Linked DNA regions of Oryzias latipes: region 1 is linked to region 2. The links are chromatin contacts, called in public Hi-C maps. All regions are on one chromosome and are shown on one strand. The core of a region is the stretch at or near the end of the contact, and the rest is flanking DNA. Distances in the headings are between cores, read along the strand shown. Region 1 holds the start of msi2 (RNA-binding protein Musashi homolog 2). Region 2 overlaps msi2 (RNA-binding protein Musashi homolog 2).

Region 1 (3,057 bases), core at 301-2,800, 92 kb before region 2:
ATAATGATTAGTCAAGGGTGAGACCTCCAGGTCAGCTAAAAATATTCAGTAACTATTTCAAGCACTGACAAACTTGTGATGACTTTTTAATAAAATAAAAATAAATGTTGAAAATTCCTGGTGCAGAATGTTTTTTCCTGCAGGTATGTTTTACTGTTAAATCATACAAAATGTCGTCACATACCACCGGATGTTAGTTACAGCTGTGTACTGGGCTGATTATAACTACAGTATAAGTAACTGCTGTGGCTGCACTATTTTAAGAGGTAAACAAATGCTGTACTCAAGAGGAAGTGGTGTTAGAACAAAATACATTTTTGACTTATGTAAAAGTCAAACGTTTTCTTTCTAGGTACAGAAAAAAGTAGCTAAATACGCCAGTATTTTAAAAACATTTACTTTGATTTTTGCTTGAAATGTATTTCTTTGGATAAAGAAAGTTTGCAAAAGTATTTTTTTTATGAAAAAACATGACATACTTGTTTATAGACTTTCTGGGACCAATTTAATGATGCTGTGAAAAAAAAAATTCAAGAAACAAACCAAAACTTAAGTATTTTAAAGTAATCAAGTAAAAGTATAACGCATCTTTCTAAATATTTACACAAGGTAAAATAAAAAAAGTAAATAAATATTCCAGTATTTTGAAAAAAGTTTCCTTTGAGTTTTGCTTAAAATGTATTTATTTGGTTAAAAAATTTACAAATGTACAGTTTTTCTTTAAAAAAGTCACTTATTTGTTCATAGTGTTTCTATGACTCAACGGACGATTTTGTGAAGAAAAAAAGATAGCATACAAACCAAAACATAAGTGTTGCAAAGTAAAATCCGACCTCAGTAAAAGTTAAAATTTTTTCTTAAATACTTACGTAAGTTATAGTAAAAGTAACTAAATATAGAATTATTTTAAAAATGTTTTTTTTCGAATTTTTATACTTGAAAGTTATTCATTGGAATAAAAAAAGGAAAGTTTTGATTTAAAAAAGGCACATTTTTGTTTATTGTCTTTCTTGGACAATAAATTGAAGAAAAAAAGTATTTCAATGTGAAATCAAACTGAAGTCAAAGTAAAAAGTAAGGTAAAAGGGTATCACTTTGAATTACTTGAAAATAGATCCTCTGACAGTAAAACAGTGCTTTGATATTGTTGCTCCCCTCATAAAATTGATAGTAATTATCATACAATTACATACAAGATACCTGTAGTACATTATATTTTCATTTTAATGAAAGTCTACTTGTTTTTCAAGAACCTCCTCCGGAGCATAACAGTGGAGATGATTTAATTAGAAAAAGATCAAAAATAAAAATAGAATAAAAAGGATTGTCTGACTTTTCCCCCACTTCTTTCTGAATTCTGGGCTGTAGACATTTCTCCTGCGTCCGCCTGGTTTGGAGGAGCAACGTGCGCCCCTCTCGCGCCTTATTGCTTAATTAAATGACAAATCGGAGGAATCGGTTCGCAGGTTGCCCGAATTGACGTCAATCGGATTGGTTAGGTGACAGAGCCAGGCTCCGCCCCCCTGTGAGCCAAGGTAGAGAGGGAGGAGGAGGGAGCGAGGGGGCTGAGCTGATCCCACGTGTGACGCTTTCATTCCCGGCTCAGTAATATTCTCATAGCGGGGCTTTGCATATCGCCTGCCCTATCTGTGTATGTCTGTCACTGTTACTGTAGTCCCAGCCGATAGTTTGGACTAGATATGGAAGGAGACGGGAGTCAAGCCACATCCGGAAGCCTAAATGATTCACAACATGACCCGGGGTAAGAATTTTCTAAATTTAAACCGTCTTTTTTTTCATGTTACAACATCTTGGAGAGGACTTCTTCGCCTGCCGTGCCGGATTCGAAGGCTGTTTTTTCTCTCTCTCCCAGATGCAGTTTTAAGATGTGAAGCGACAGTAACCCCCCCTTCCTCCCCCCTCCTTTTTTTAAAATGTAGATAATTAGCACGCGCGAGTGTGTTTTCATAGTCCTTTATCCTTTAAGGTCGCTTTTAGAAGTAGTTAGTCGTCAAAATGGCCGAACTGACATCTGGACTCACTTCTGTTGTGTTTTCCCCTTACAGTAAAATGTTTATCGGTGGCCTCAGCTGGCAGACCTCACCAGGTGAGACTGTTATTCTTCGACATTTCGGCTTGTTTTGTCCGTCGCTGTGACTGGAGTGCTCGCCGGCGGCTGCCTCGGCGGTGAACGTGCGCCGCGCGCCGGGGGGACTGTATGGGATATCTGTGTGTGCTTGTTCCGTGTTATTTTTGATCTCCGTCCATCTCAAGTCCTCTATTCGACCCCTATGCGCATCGCGGGGTATTTTTGAAAGACAGCAGCGTGCCCGTGTGCGTTCGCTGCCAAATGACCCGACATGTCCTCCTTTCTTTTCTCTTCACAGACAGCCTTAGAGACTATTTTAGTAAATTCGGAGAAATAAGAGAATGTATGGTGATGAGAGACCCCACGACAAAACGCTCAAGGTAAAACACCGCTTTGCTTATTTTATTTTTATTTATTTTTTAATTTCCCCCTTCACTTTTCCCCCTCTCCTGCTCACATGACGATGCCGCTCACTTTGACCGTGTTTAGTCTTAATCCGGCGTGTGTGTCCGCGCGCCCATGTGCGCCTGCGTGCGGTTCACAGCAAGCCAGATAAGCTTAAATGCTCGCTGCTGTAAAGCTGCGGCCGAATGCAATTTGACATTGACTTTGTGACTGCAGCACAGTGTCGGCGCAGCGTCGCCTCTCATTGTAACACAGCAAAAAAAAAAAATAAAAAGGAGGATCAGAACTAGACCTGCTCTATAACCTGAATTAAGAGATTGGTGCTAAATTAGTGCATGAATATTAAGGTCATAGGAGTTAAAAAAAACTCAAAAGAAACACATAACAGATGATGGTTGTAAATGACTCAAATGTGCATTTTGATTGCATTTAATGCTGTTTTTATTGTTTGTTTGTTTTGCAGAGGATTTGGGTTTGTTACGTTTACAGATGCTGCCAGTGTAGATAAAGTCTTAGCCCAACAGCACCACGAATTAGACTCAAAGACGGTAAGTTCATTTTAT
Region 2 (2,740 bases), core at 25-2,524:
TGCTGCCGGTTTAAAAGGTCACAAGAATTAGTCCACATAAAGTCCACATTTTTTGCCCTGTCCAGCCCAGACAACTGCAACTTTAATGAACACACAATTGGAAGGATGAAGGCAAAAAGACATCGTGTTGGGATTCCTATTGACTTTTCTGAGCAGTAAAAAACAAATGCATGCACTTATGCTTCAAAAAACCCTTCAAAATATCCTTATTTCAGCGTTTTGTTTACATTCAGCCAGCCAGTCCTGACACCAGTGATAGGATTGTGTGTGCGCATGTTAGTCTCACGCACAACCCAAACAAAACAGCTATCTAGAGCAGACGTATTTCTCCACAGTTGCACCTTCTGAGCCACTCACCTCCTCTTTTGTCCTGTGACATTATTACAAGACATTCATTAAGGGGAATTCAACTGTTTCTTAATGCAAAAGTACCTAAAAATGTCTATTCTTGTTAAGCTTTTCCATTACATCCAATGTGGCAGATTTGAAGTATTTATGTAACATAAAGCGCAAGCATCTCATTTAAAAAGACATTTTGGTGTTCTTTGCAGCAAACAGACCAGCTCACAGCTCACTGTGTCTCAGAACCCTGGAGTAAGTTTTAGATATCCAGTCGCAGCACATCGCCTGGGAAATTCGTTAAATGTTCATAACCTGCTTGTTCAAATGTCCCAGATTTGCCACAAGCAAGCATCTAATTAGCATAATATTCCTATTTCTGAAAAGCTCTTAAGAGCACTTCTGGCGTTGTCCATTTCTCTTATTTGCCTCTTATTGCTACAACGTTTGCTTAATGCCTGCCCTGTGCATTGCATGCTTGGCTCATTGTAGATGCAGCGTGAATTTGCTGTTTGGGTATGGGCCCATGCATCTCCAGGGCCCTATAATCAGCTCTAAGCTGCTTCTATCAATCTTCATAACTGTAGTGGGCTGAGGAGGGAAGTGCAGCTAATCAGCTCTAACCGGCCCCATGTTCAGCTCGACTGTCACTGTTATAGCAAGGCCATATGCAAACATTGTCCCGAACATGCGTGCGCCTTACTCGCATCTTTGCCGTCTCACGAGGCTGTGCCACAGATGGCCAGCTCCAGCAGAAGTCAGGCTTTGAAAGGGCCTCTGACTTTCACTGAATAGCTGTTAGTGTAGGTTAATATGGGAGTGGTGGCCCTGCAGGGGTGGCAATCACAGTTCTGATCAGAGCCGGGCTTCAAAGCCGTCTGCGCAAGTTGAAGCTGGAGTTGTCATTAGCTTCTGCCCTGTGCTTGACAGCCCTTCCCCACCCCCAGCTCCCTTTTCCTGTCTTTCTCTCCCTCTTTCTCTGCGCTTGCCTCCGTCTCATCACTCATTTTATGGCCCGTACGAATGGCCACTGTAATCCTGGGTTTGGCTGCTTGGGCCTGCCACTCCACATTTGCACTAAGCATCTTTCCTTCTCATCTTCTTTGCCCTGATTGTATTGCAACAAGAAATTACAGATCTATTTATGCTCACTAGATCTGAGATTGGGCCACTTCTTAAAAGCGCGTTTAGGGAAGTGGTAGTGGACCTGGCACGGGCCACCCTCATACTTAACATGAAGGCTTCACCGCTGCTAATTCTCAAACTAATGACCTAATCCTTCTTCGCTGCTCTTCCTCTGTTTTCTGTCCTGTGCAGAATGTCCTCTAAAGCAAAAGTGACTGCGCTGTTGTTTGTTGTTTATTGACCGTGTTTTCTCTTTGTGAGTCAGCTCTAGTGATGCAAGTGAGCAGAGGCAGTGTGTTTACCTGAACTGGCTGTGTTTTCCCAGTGCGTGCATTTGTGTGTATGTGTGTGCGCACATTGTGCCTGCATAATGTCAAGACCTTTGATCACACTACATTGCATTGACAGATTCTCTCTGGTACCTTCTGGTTGCTTAAGAACAGTCACTGTCTGGACTTGGTCATTTACAACCTTGTTAGAGAGGCAACAATCGTGACCCCCCCCCCCCCCCCCCCCCCCTTATTTTCATTTTTAAGAAATGACATCATGACACCTCTGTTTGCTGGTTCTGTATCTTAGACTCTTCTATTTTTTAACCATCATCTGTTGGGTGAGGTTGGGATCTTCACCTTGTAATCATTTGGAAGTGTGTTCTTAGAAACCTGTCCAGCTGACGCACTGATACTTTTCTTGTTTGCTGAAAAGTTGCTTATAGCCTCAGAGATTTATCCACTGGGATCCCATTTGTGATAACAAAAAAAAGCTTTTTAAAATATAAGCCTGTGTTTAGCTTCTACAGATGGGCCTTCTAGTGATGTTGGCATTCAGATTTTGCTTGTTGTTTGCATTGCTCTGTAATAACATCACCAAATGTTATGAAGAAGTTTGTGTTCCTCTGCTGTTAATAGAGTCAATTTTTTTTTTAGAGGTTTTGCTCAATAAATTCCGACGCTCCATTTGTCAAGTGGCTTTTTCACTTTTACCTGGGGGTCAACATTGAGGACAGTATGTGAAAAATATAGTCGTGTTTTATTTTGAAAAGCTGCAAAAGAAGCATATTTTAGGATTTGATTTCTAACTCATAGTTTTTGTTTTTATGTCACACTAAAATTGTTTGGTGACTTTTAAACCACTTCTCCACTCAGGTATTTTCCTAATACTCAGGATAAAGATAAACATGGGGCCTGGTTGTGACACATAACAAAGTTTTTTTTGCTCAGTTTGCGGCACAGCTTTAAGTCCCCATGGATGTATTTCATAGACATAGCGCATTGAA

What was found. A called contact is a pair of places that touch in the nucleus more often than the background predicts.
Region 1: a Hi-C map of fibroblasts shows a contact between it and region 2, with 1.7 times the contacts expected there. The contact joins the promoter of msi2 here to the enhancer-like site in region 2. A contact is called at or near these places in 2 of 5 Hi-C or Micro-C datasets (embryo and fibroblasts).

Annotation. Positions count from the first base shown.
Region 1 is chr14:17,253,417-17,256,473 of ASM223467v1, reverse strand. msi2 (RNA-binding protein Musashi homolog 2) reads left to right here and starts at 1,550. Exons shown (of 15, transcript XM_023962329.1): 1 at 1,550-1,762; 2 at 2,067-2,107; 3 at 2,388-2,469; 4 at 2,958-3,042. The coding sequence starts at 1,701.
Region 2 is chr14:17,161,390-17,164,129 of ASM223467v1, reverse strand. The region is part of intron 5 of msi2 (RNA-binding protein Musashi homolog 2); the gene reads left to right. Among protein-coding and RNA genes, the nearest start is that of msi2, 92 kb to the left of the region's middle. Within about 2 kb of position 1,274, at least 4 of the 8 cell types and tissues checked have an H3K27ac peak or open chromatin away from gene starts, as enhancers often do.